Linked DNA regions of Mus musculus: region 2 is linked to region 1. A link is a contact called in public ChIA-PET data. All regions are on one chromosome and are shown on one strand. The core of a region is the stretch at or near the end of the contact, and the rest is flanking DNA. Distances in the headings are between cores, read along the strand shown.

The links. ChIA-PET counts read pairs in DNA pulled down with a chosen protein or histone mark.
Region 2: an SMC1A ChIA-PET map of the G1E-ER4 cell line shows a contact between it and region 1, with 8 read pairs. The contact joins two enhancer-like sites. A contact is called at or near these places in 1 of 15 datasets of contacts at CTCF or cohesin (the G1E-ER4 cell line), 1 of 115 datasets of contacts at active chromatin or transcription factors (embryonic stem cells) and 1 of 9 other capture datasets (embryonic stem cells).

The regions. Positions count from the first base shown.
Region 1 is chr13:75,365,878-75,372,013 of GRCm38.p6, reverse strand. No RefSeq gene overlaps it. Among named protein-coding and RNA genes, the nearest start is that of Mir682, 280 kb to the left of the region's middle. Within about 2 kb of position 4,698, at least 33 of the 459 cell types and tissues checked have an H3K27ac peak or open chromatin away from gene starts, as enhancers often do. A contact at or near this core is called in the G1E-ER4 cell line, where this site is marked.
Region 2 is chr13:75,731,763-75,737,625 of GRCm38.p6, reverse strand. The region is part of intron 2 of Ell2 (elongation factor for RNA polymerase II 2); the gene reads right to left. Among named protein-coding and RNA genes, the nearest start is that of Ell2, 27 kb to the right of the region's middle. Within about 2 kb of position 4,120, at least 25 of the 459 cell types and tissues checked have an H3K27ac peak or open chromatin away from gene starts, as enhancers often do. A contact at or near this core is called in the G1E-ER4 cell line, where this site is marked.

The DNA of each region.
Region 1 (6,136 bases), core at 3,449-5,948:
TAAAAATGGAAGTAGAAACAATAAAGAAATCACAAAGGGAGACAACTCTGGAGATAGAAAACCTAGGAAAGAAGTCAGGAACCATAGATTCAAGCATAACAAACAGATTAAAAGAGATAGAAGAGAGAATCTCAGGTGCAGAAGATACCATAGAAAACATTGACACAACAATCAAAGAAAATGTGAAATGCAAAAAGATCCTAACCCAAAATACCCAGGAATCCAGGACACATTGAGAAGACCAAACCTAAGGATAATAGTTATAGACTAGAAGTAAGATTTCCAACTTAAAGGGCCAGTAAATATCTTCAACAAATTTATAGAAGAAAACTTCCCTAACCTAAAGAAAGAGATGCCCATGAACATCCAAGAAGCCTACAGAACTCCAAATAGACTTGACCAGAAAAGAAATTTCTCCTGTCACATAATAATCAAAACACCAAATGCATAAAAACAAAGAAAGAATATTAAAGGCATTAAGGGAAAAAGGTCAAGTAACTCATAAATTCAGACCTATCAGAATTACACCTGATATCTTCCCACAGACTATGAAAGCCAGAGATCCTTAGCAGATGTCATACAGACCCTGAGAACACAAATGCCAGCCCAGGATACTACACTCAGCAAAGCTCTCAATTACCATAGATGGAGAACACAAGATATTCCATGACAAAACCAAATTTACACATCTTTTCCTGAATCCAGCCCTTCAAAGAAATAGATGGAAAACTCCAACACAAGGAGGGAAACTATGCTCTTGAAAAATCAAGAAAGTAATCTTTTAACAAATCTAAAAGAAGATAGCCACATGAACAAAATTACAACTCTAACAACAAAAATAACAGGAAGCAACAATGATTTTTCTTTAATATCTCTTAATATCATTGGACTCAACTCTCCAATAAAATGACATAGACTAACAGACTGGTTACATAAACAGGACCCAACATTTTGTTGCATACAGAAAACCCACTTCAGTGACAAAGACAGACACTAGCTCAGAGTATAAGGCTGGAAAACAATTTTTCAAGCAAATGGTCCCAAGAAACAAGCTGGAGTAGTCATACTAATATCGAATGAAATTGACTTTCAACTTAAAGTTATCAAAAAAGATAAGGAGGGACACTTCATACTCATCAAAGGTAAATTTTACCAAGATGAACTCTCAATTCTGGACATCTGTGCTCTAAATGCAAAGGCATCCACACTCATTAAAGAAACTTTGCTAAATCTCAAAGCACACATTGCACTTCACACAATATTAGTGGGAGACTTCAACACCCCACTCTCATCAATGTACAGATCCTGGAAACAGAAACTAAACAGAGACACAGTGAAACTAACAGAAGTAATGAAGCAAATGGATTTAAATGATACCTATAGAATATTTTATCCTAAAACAAAAGGATATAGCTTTCTCAGCAACTCATGGTACCTTCTCCAAAACTGACTTTATAGTCAGTCACAAAACAGGCCTCAACAGATACAAGAAGATTGAAATAATCCCATGCATCCTATCAGACCACCATGGTCTAAGGCTGATCTTCAATCACAACATAAATAATAGAAAACCCACGTACACATGGAAGCTGAACAACACTCTACTCAATGACAACTTGGTCAAGGAAGAAATAAAGAAAGAAATTTATGGCTTTTTAGAATTTGATGAAAATGAAGCCACAACATACCCAAACTTATGGAACACAATGAAAGCAGTCATAAGAGGAAAACTCATAGCTCTGAGTGCCTCAAAAAGAATCTGGAGGGAGCATACATGAGCAGCTTTAAAACACAGCTAAAAGCTCTAGAACAAAAGGAAGCAAATTCACCCAAGAGGAGTAGACAGCAGGAAATAATCAAACTCAGAGCTGAAATCAACCAAGTGGAAACAAAACGAACTATACAAGGAATCAACCAAACCAGGAGTTGGTTCTATGAGAAAATCAACTAGCTAGATAAACCCTTAGCCAGACTAACTAGAGGGCACAGGGACAGTATCCTAACTAACAAAATCAGAAATGAAAAGGGAGACATAACAATAGAATCTGAGGAAATTTAAAGAATCATCATATTCTACTGCAAAAGCCTATACTAAACAAAACTGGAAAATCTTAATGAAATGGACAATTTTCTAGAAAGATACCAGGTACTAAAGTTACATCAGGATCAAATTAAGAATCTAAACAATCTCATACCCTCTAACGAAATAAAAACAGTCATTAATAATCTCACAACTAAAAAAAGTCCAGGACCAGATGGGTTTAGTGCAGAGTTCTATCAGACCTTCAAAGAGGACCTAATTCCAATTCTCCTCACAGTATTCCACAAAATAGAAACAGAAGGTACTCTACTCAATTCATTCTATGAAGCCACAATTACTCTGATACCTAAACCACACACAGACCCAACAAAGAAAGACAAGTTCAGAACAATTTCCCTTATGAACATCAATGCAAAAATACTCAATTAAATTCTCACAAATCGAATCCAAGAACACATCAAAACAATCATCCAACATGATCACGTTGGCTTCATCCCAGGGATGCAGTGCTGGTTCAATATACAGAAATCCATCAAAGTAATCGACTATATAAACAAACTCATAGACAAAAAGTACATGATCATCTCATTAGAGGCTGAGAAAGCATTTGACAAAATCCAACACTGCTTCATGATAAAAGTCTTAAAAAGATCAGGAATTCAAGGCCCATACCTAAACATAATAAAGGCAATACACAGCAAACCAGTAGCCAACATTAAAGTAAATGGAGAGAAACATGAAGCAATCCCCCTAAAATCAGGGACTAGGCAATGTTGCCCACTCTCTCTCTACATATTCAATATAGTACTTGAAGTCTTAACTGGAGCAATTGGAGCAATGGCTATCCTACCAAAGCAATCTACAGATTCAATGCAATCCCCATCAAAATTCCAACTCAATTCTTCACAGAGTTAGAAAAGGCAATTTGCAAATTCATCTGGAATAACGAAAAACCTAGAATAGCAAAAAGTATTCTCAACAATAAAAGAACCTCGGGTTGAATCACCATCCCCAACCTCAAGCTGTACTACAGAGCAATTGTGATAAAAACTATATGGTATTGGTACAGTGACAGATAGATCAATGGAATAGAATTGAAGACCCAGAAATGACCCCCTACACCTATGGTCACCTGATCTTTGACAAAGGAGCTAAAACCATCCATTGGTTTAGTTGCCCACAGCTACACAAACGGGGTTCCTGAAAGGGAGGCTGGGGCTGTATGGGAAAGAGACAGCGAGAGAAATAGGAAACCAAGACAAAGATACTGATCAAGGCCCCTTGTTTCCAGCCACTCTATGTGGCTGCCAAGTGTGAGTTATCCTTGAGTGTATCCAAGGAGGTGATTAAACAGCTGCCTTCTAAAAAAAAAAAAAAAAAGAGAGAGTCTGAGCCCATCCCCCACCATGCCAGGCTCTCAATGCTTTGTCACCTTGTCACCAGGCTCTCTTCACTCTGTTACCAGGCTGTTGCTTATTCAGGATTGCCTCAGGAAGACAGGTTCAGCCTCTCAGCGGGTAGCAGGTAGCGTTGTCTTGCAGAAAACCGCAGTTATGACAGAACAATAGACCTATCTAGGTCTGAGGACGCTACCCTAGGTGGGCTAGCTGACAGTGGCAGAACAGGTCTGCGCCAGCCTGCTCAAGGCTAGGGGAGGCTATAATTCCTCTCTAGTTATTTAATAAAAAATTAGCTGGACTGGGGTATAGGCTCCATGGTCCTGCCTGGGAATTATGGTGGCTTGTGCCTGTGCCTCTCTTAGGACTGAATCTATTGGACTTATTCTTATCTGTCCTGGAGAATACATGCAGCTTATATGTATTTATTTGCACAAACACGGCTCTTTGGTGTTATTATGAACAAACTTCTTGCTTTTGCTTCTTGGCACATGCCTCTGTCTTAGATTGAAATAAGCCATAGATACAGTGGCCCATCCTTGGCTGCTGGCCCTCATTGCACACCCTTTTCCCAATCAGAGGAAAGCCACAATATACACTCAATGCATCTCTTCATATAGCTGAATTTCTGCCATCTGCACTTGCTGAAGGTGATCCTGCATGGAGGTAACCGACCTGCTTGAAATGCAAACCCAAAGTTGAAAGCAACATGATTAAGTTTGTCTGTCCATAAGTCCAGGTACTCTATTCAGTTGCAAATTAGCAATGATAAAGCCCAAACTCTGGCCTCCTTGTGTGGGGCAGGTGACTTTGAGAATCAACAGAAAAGCTGTTACTTCTCATGTAAATAGGTTATGCTCCAAGTTAACTCTGCTGGCTAAAAGGTTTTTAGCTATCTTCATAATAGGACTCTCTAATATTGGATTTATTACTAGAGCAGTCCATGATTGAGTCAGAATAACTGGTCACATTAAAGGAAAGAGAAGAGTCATTATAATTCCTGTTGGAGTCCGCCAAAAGACCCTCACTAACAAAGACCACAGAGATCGACATTGCTGCAAACTGCAAGAGGTTTTTTTATTGATCCAATGTGTTGGGGACCCCCCTCAGTATGCAGGCAAGAAGAGAGACCCCAAACAAAGAAAGAACACACTTTTTATTCATTGTAAGGGGCAGATTTAGGCAACAGGGCTAGCTGGCTTTCTCTAATGGTGCAGCAAGTAACCCTTTCAGGCATTGGTTGGTTCTCATAGGGTGACTACCTTTGGCCTAGTGACTCACTCTGCCTGCCCTTGTGGTTTTTCTTGGAATTTAGTGTGAGGCAGGGCAGAAGAATTTTTCTGAGAACTGTTATTTTTGTTATGGTTATTTTTCCAAGAACAGCTAATCTTGTTTTGGCAGCTGTAGACTTGGTAAAACTATATAGTTTGGAAAGTCCCTTCAGAGGGGGAAGGGGCTAGGTGGTCTTGAATTTATTTTGGATTCTACACTCCTCCTTTTGATTAATTTTTCGAAGTCGGTTTCCACAGTCACTTATGTTCTCTGTCCCACAGGTTAAAAAGCTTGAAGCAAGGCAGCTTAGCTTGTCTAATCTGGGACAAAGCCAAGCAAAGGTGGGTCAAGAACCCAAACCCAATACAGCTTTCTTATCACCATTGTCAGGGCACTAAGCAAGCTCACAGATCAGTCTGTCACACGAATCATTCTGGCAACTGCCATGCTCCTACAGCATTCTATGGAAAAAAACACAAATGTGCCCTCTTCCCCATATTAAATATATGATCAGGATCATGCCATATACCAATAAGTGGATCCTCCATCTCACCTAGGCATGAGTATGCCTAGTGTTAAGATACTGTAAGGCACTTAACAAGGAGTTCTTTGGCATCCAATATTTTAAAATTTAAAAAAATAAAAAGTGTGATTTAAATAATGTACATGGGGATATAATTTCCCCCTTTATTGTTTTTAAAGAAGATATAATTTTAAAGTTCCACAATACCCTGTCCTTGAGAAATATAAAAAAATCTCAGTAACATGGGTAACATTAAATTGTTCACAAAACATCTCAAATATTTGACTTTAATAGCCAGTTCCAATATCTGTTTTAATCTAATTTGGAACACCAAGAATACAAAAAATATTAAGATAGGCCATGACTAATTACACTTTTAGTTGCTTCTCTTGTTAGAGCAGTTGCAACTAGAAAGCCTGAAAAGGTATCAATAGTCACATGTGCATATTTTACTTTTTAAAAATCAGAAATATGAGTATTCATTTGCAATAATTGATTAAGTATAAGTCCTCAAGAATTAACACAATTATATTGAACAGGTAGAAACTGAGGACAATGAGAACAATTCTTTACAATTTGACATGCACATTCTCTAAAAAATACCAAATTATTATCTCAAGCCACTACTATTTTGATGATGTAAAGAATGAGATAATATGGACAATTATTCTTGTGTAAGGCCTATAATCTGTCTGGGATGTAAATTTGGGGTGGCATTGTTTTAAGAGGTCTTGTCCAGGCAATTTAGAATGAGTTCTTAAATGTCCAAAGACAGTCCTTTAAAGGAACAGTATTTTTTTTTCTTAACTTGAGTTGTATATGAGTAAACAATTGCAAATTTAAGAATTTGTAGTATCTAAGAAATAACCAATTTCAAGCAATTGTAAGCCCTGAGCTATAGCT
Region 2 (5,863 bases), core at 2,871-5,370, 370 kb before region 1:
TCCCTGTTTCTATGAGGGTGCTCTCCCATACACCCACTCCTGCCTCAGCACACTTGCGTTCCCCTATGCTGGGGCATTGAGCCTCCACAGGACCAAAGGGCTCCCCTCTCAGTGATGCCAGATAAGGCAAATCCTCTGCTACATATCCAGCTGGAGTCATGAGAATCCCCTTTTTGGTTGATGGTTTTAGTCCCTGAGAGATTTGGGGCGTCTGGTTGGTTGATATTGTTTTTCTTTCTATGAGGTTGCAAACCCCTTCAGCTCCTACATTCCTTGCCCTAACTTCTCCACTGGAGTCCCCGTGCCCAGTCCAATGTTTGGCTGTGTTGATCTGGCTCTGGCAAAGCCTCTTGGTGGGCAGCTATACCGAGCTCTTGTCAGTAAGCACTTCTTGGCATCAGCAATAATGTCTCAGTTTGTTGTCAACAGATGGGATGGGTCCCTAGGTGGGGCAGTCTCTGGATGTCCTTTCCTTCTGTTTCTGCTCCACTCTTTGTCCCTGCATTCCCTTTTGACAGGAGGAATTCTGGATTAATATTTTTGAGGTGGGTGGGTGGCCCCATCTCTCAACTGGGGGCCATGCCTATCCACTGGACCTGGTCTCTACAAGTTCTCTCTCCCCTTTGTTGGTTATTTTGGCTAATGTTCTCCCAGTTGGGGCCTGGGAACCTCTTGGGTCCCTGGCATCTGGGACTTTCTAGTGGCTACCCATGGTTCCCCCTCTTTAATAGATATTTTTAAAAGGTGGTTGACCAGTTAGCCTTTCCTTTTTGTTTTTTCAAACTTCTTGTGTCTACACAAGTCCTACACAGTCCTACAAGATGAGTGAAACCTGTAGTATTTGAATTTTATAGACCTTTCCCCAAATACCTCCTCTGAAAATAATAATTCCTGAGGTAGAAAATACATACACAATTCTATAAAATGTATTTCTATTTAATTTTCATAACTCAAATTGATGTGCTAATTTTCTAAAACCTATAAAGGAATAAAAACTATTTCTAATTTCATAGCTACTGATATAAAACATCAAGTATTAAATGAGAGGTCATAGTTCAGATTTCTAAAGAGCCTTGGTAGGCCTGATGTAAATATAGAAGATGTAAATAAAACCTGTCAAACCTCCAGATAAGTAGATTTATAACTTTAAGAAATATAGGGTTGAAAGATGGCTAGGGATGGTATGGCTGGCCTATTATGAGAACCATTAAGCCGATGTCTCTACACAGAGGAAGAGATGCTGTCAAAGAAAGGATGAATACACATGTAGTAGTAGAGCAATACTGCATGTGTAGAATGCATACAATGAAATGCTTCGGTGATTATTCTCTAGATAGTCATATACTTCTAGAAAGTAGCACCACCACCACCCACTAAGCAATCACTCCAGGACAACAGTGCTGTATGAAATAGTAAATTATGTGACCTCACCAATAGCCAATAAATAACTCATCAATAGCCAATAGTGTGATGGCATGTGGGTAGGGGGAAGACATTACTAGCTTAAAAGTTTATAATATTCCTTTACAGGAGACAGCCATCAAAAGGAGATTGCAGAAACCCAAGCATGTTAAATTTTAAGACTATAAAAATGATATGCAAAAATGCCAAAACAACAAAATACATAAAAGGTTACATGAATACCATACTTATTTTACAATTACTGAAATAAGATAATTATCTTAAAAATTATCATCAGTTATGAACATAAAGACTATCCTACTATGTTGGTTAGAAACATGAGTAATATAAAGAAAAGAAAAAAGAAAAGAGGAAAAGAAAGAAACCAAAACCACTCCTGACGATACCAAATGGGGACACAGAAACATCTGCTACTTCATGGCATCTTAAAATACTACAGTATCTAGCATATGCCAGGGATCATTAAGCAGGTCACACTGTCAGTTTTTAAAAAGATTTATTTTATTTGTATCTATGTGTATATGTGTGTGTGTCTGGGTGTAGTGGCTGCAGGAGCTAGAAGAGGATGTTGGATTCCCTGGAGTTCTAGGCAGTCATGAGCCATCTGATGTGGGTACTGGAAACTAAACCCAGGTCCTAGCTATCTCTCTATCCCACACTGTTAGTTTTTAAACATTATCAAATGATTACTTTGAAATAATGGTAAAAAACAAAACAAAGCATGCATTCAATATTGGCCAGGGGAATCAGCTCCTGAGATACTTTCAAAGAGCTGTGGGGACAGAAAACAGCATCCTTCTAGAGGCATTACTGAAAGTCACTCCTACTTCCTGACCTAGTATATTACACATCCCTGAATCTATCCTGAGGAAACAGAGGTGAAAAAGAAAATCCTAGAGATGTTCCCTGTACTGTTATTATGCAATAATATTATGCATTATTATGCAATAATAACAGTGTAAATAATCATAGAATAACTAAATGATAGATATTAAAACAATAAAATGTTAGGCGGTTACTTCAATATAACCTTTATTATTGAAAAATGTTCCTAATATAGCTTTAAATATAGAATATTTTAAAAGTAATCAATAAATATACTGACTCTGCAATTGTAAAGCTTTATTTAAGCGTTTGTTTTGGTTTTTAAAAATGAGGTCTCATGTGACTCAGTCTAATGTCAAACTCACTATGGTGCTGAGGCTGGATTTGAACTCCTGATCTTCCTGCCATCACTTCCAGTGCTGGGATTACAGACATGCAGCACCATTTTCAGATGCCTCTGAACCTTTTAAAAATATATTTGTGAGAATGAGAACAAACCAAAAAACCCCAAAAGACTAGGGGAAATCTACCAGAATTGCTGTCCACTGGCCCAGACACTCCTGTTTCATACTTACTCTTGTCTTGCTTTACACAGTTCTAAAATGTTCATTCACTTCATTTCTCAATCAGAAACAATAAAGGAGGCATAAAAATAAATTAGATTTTAGGCTATCAATATGAAACTTGCCCTTCATGACTCAATCAGTTTAAATATTTTGAAAGCTTTAAGAAAAAAAAAAGTGTCATTAGCTGTAAAAATGCTAAGAGTTTCTTCAGTATTAATCTTGCATTTATAATCTTTTCTTCAAGTTCTTTAAGAAAGACACAGAACACAACCCTCCCTAAAAACCAAGAAACAAAACTGCAAGCACCTGAGCATCTTCACACCAAATGCAGAACTTTCAGACACCTGTGACAAACAAGCCAGCACTGCACGTGGTCATTGGTCAACGGCAATGTGACTTCCCACTCTCATCTTTGAAGACAGACTTTAGTGAATTACCAACACTTGGACTGAGAAGACAACAGGTGTCCACCTGAGCTGTAAGAACACGCTCAGTATCGGTTAGCCGAGTATTGCTGCCTTCAATAATATGGCTAATATTTCTATTGTCCCTGACAAAACACTGAAGGCTTTTGAAATATTCCCAACTACTCTTCTCTGGGGTGGCTTACTTGGGAGCTTCTAGTGGATGGCGTAGACACAATTTAGTTCTTAATCAGTTTTCTATTGAGTTGAATTTTGTTAACCTAACTATCACCAGCTCTTCAAATCTAACCAACTGCTGCAGCTTACTACCCTAATCAGTCTTTTCCAGATAGAATGCCCCGGTACCCCTCAGTACCCCTCCCAATACCATTGCCCCTATGTCTTAACTCGGAAGGCACACTCCTCTCCTCCCACACCTTTGATAAAGCTAGCACTCTGCCTGGGGAGAGAGCAGACAGAGGGCTTTCCTCACAGATAGATGACGAGGCAGCTCTATCAAGTTCCCAAGGAGCACAATACTCAGCTGTGTCTAACCACAGATAAAGTCTCAAGACCTGCCTTTTCCATTCCCTTTGTCAACTTAAAAAAAAAATACTTTAATATTCATTTTTTGCCTAGATTTTCATATCAAGCCTGACATCTCCCAAAATTTTTTTTATTTGTTTATGGCACACTTAGAAAATACAGATAACAAATTGCCTTTTGGGAGGCATCTACTGAAATATGTTCTAGTTTTTTTTTTTTCCCTTTTTCATTTAACCCATGAAGATAAAAAATTTACATTTATAATTAGTAATAAGAAGGCAAACCATAATTTACATATTTACTTCTAGAAATAAATGCAGTTTGAATTACAAGGCTTCACATCTGTGAAGTCACCAGCATGTCTGCAGTGAACTGGGGTTCCTCCTCTAAGCCTGCCTTTCCCTACCAAAGGGAACCAATATTGGAACTTCTGCAGTTATCACTGTGTTTGGTTTCTAAAACATTTATCATATGAAAACCACATGATAATGCCTTTTGCCTGAATACTATACTAATCTGATAAAAGGACATCACTGTATTTGGTCACTGCCTTGTTGTAGAGCTATAATGCTATGGTGTATCCTACCACTGAGTTAGTACACACAGCCCCCTCCAGTCTGCTGCTGTTCTTAGTATCAGGGCTTATTTAAGTATTCATGACTAACAAAATATCTTCCACAGATGAAAAACAGTCTGTAAATTACATTTCATTTCAGAATTCTCTCTAAAACTCTCTCTCTCCTTTTACTAGAAGAGAGTTGCCTTTTGAAAACCCTTTTAGTACAAATTTCTAGTGCTGGTGCTCTGACAGAAGAAGGCTGGAAGAGGTAATGGGAAGCCACCTAAACAGCTCCTACATGGCACGACCCAAACAATCACCTACTTGTTTTCATTCCTTTCTATCCAACCAAATTCTCAAACAATAAACACAGAGCTATCCTTGATCCCCCTCTACTCTTCCCACTGACCTCTTCCATATCATCCAAATCCTGGTAATTCTGTTAAAGCAGCCATTGGCAAAGAATGTTAAAATGCAAATCTGACCACACGACTGACTCTTAGATTAAAACAGATGATGCTCTCCTGCAGTGTCTGAAAGCCATTGATTGTAACCTACTGGAAGATAATAGCATTAGTTCAGTGGACTTTGGCCAGGATTCTTTTTACTATTTTAAATTTCCTTCTATTTATTTTTATTTGTTTAGTATGGGGGTATTTTGTCTGCATGTTTGTCTACGTACCATGTGTGTGCCTGGTGCCTGCAGAGGCCAAAAGAGGGCATCAGAAGAGCCCCTAGAACTGGTGTTACAGATGGTTGTTAGCTGCCAAATAGTTACTAAAAACCAAACCCAGGAACTCTGCAAGAGCAGAGTGCTCCTGAGTGAGTCATGTCTCCAGCCTCTTTAGAACATTTCTTTTTAATTATTTACAGGATTCTTTTTAAATGAGAGAAAAAAACCAAACAAACAAAAAACAAAATTACGGTGTACAGATGAAGTTAAGGTAAAATAAATCCCAGGCAGTGGAACTTTTGTTTCAGCTTCATGAATGTGCATATCCATATGTCTTAAGGCTTCAAGTGAAACGTTTTGTCTTGGTGTGTGCTAATGAGTGTGTGTGTGTGTATGTGTGTGTGTATGATATGTGCATATATGATTGCTTAAGTGCCCATATTTGTGACCAGAGAAGCCAGAGGTCTACATGGAATATCTTCCTCTATTACTTTCCAAAAGAAAAAAAACATTTTTTTTTTTTTGAGACAGTGTTTCTCACTAAAACTGGAGCATGGAGACCCAAGGTACTACTACCTCTGTCGTCTAGGGATGCAACTGCAACACCTGTTTTTATGTGGACACCAGAGATCTGAATTTAGTCCTCATGCTTGCCCAGCATAGACTTCACCCACTGAGCATCTCCCCATGCACAACGGTTTTGTATTAATCAGAATGATTTGCAAATATGTTTGAAATACATTCGTCTGCAGACATAGATTCCTCCCATCAGAAGTCTTACCCAGAAACTGATGAATTATAAATCTTCTCCTGACGGGCAGTGGTAGCGCACGCCTTTGATCCCCGCACTTGGGAGGCAAAGACAGGA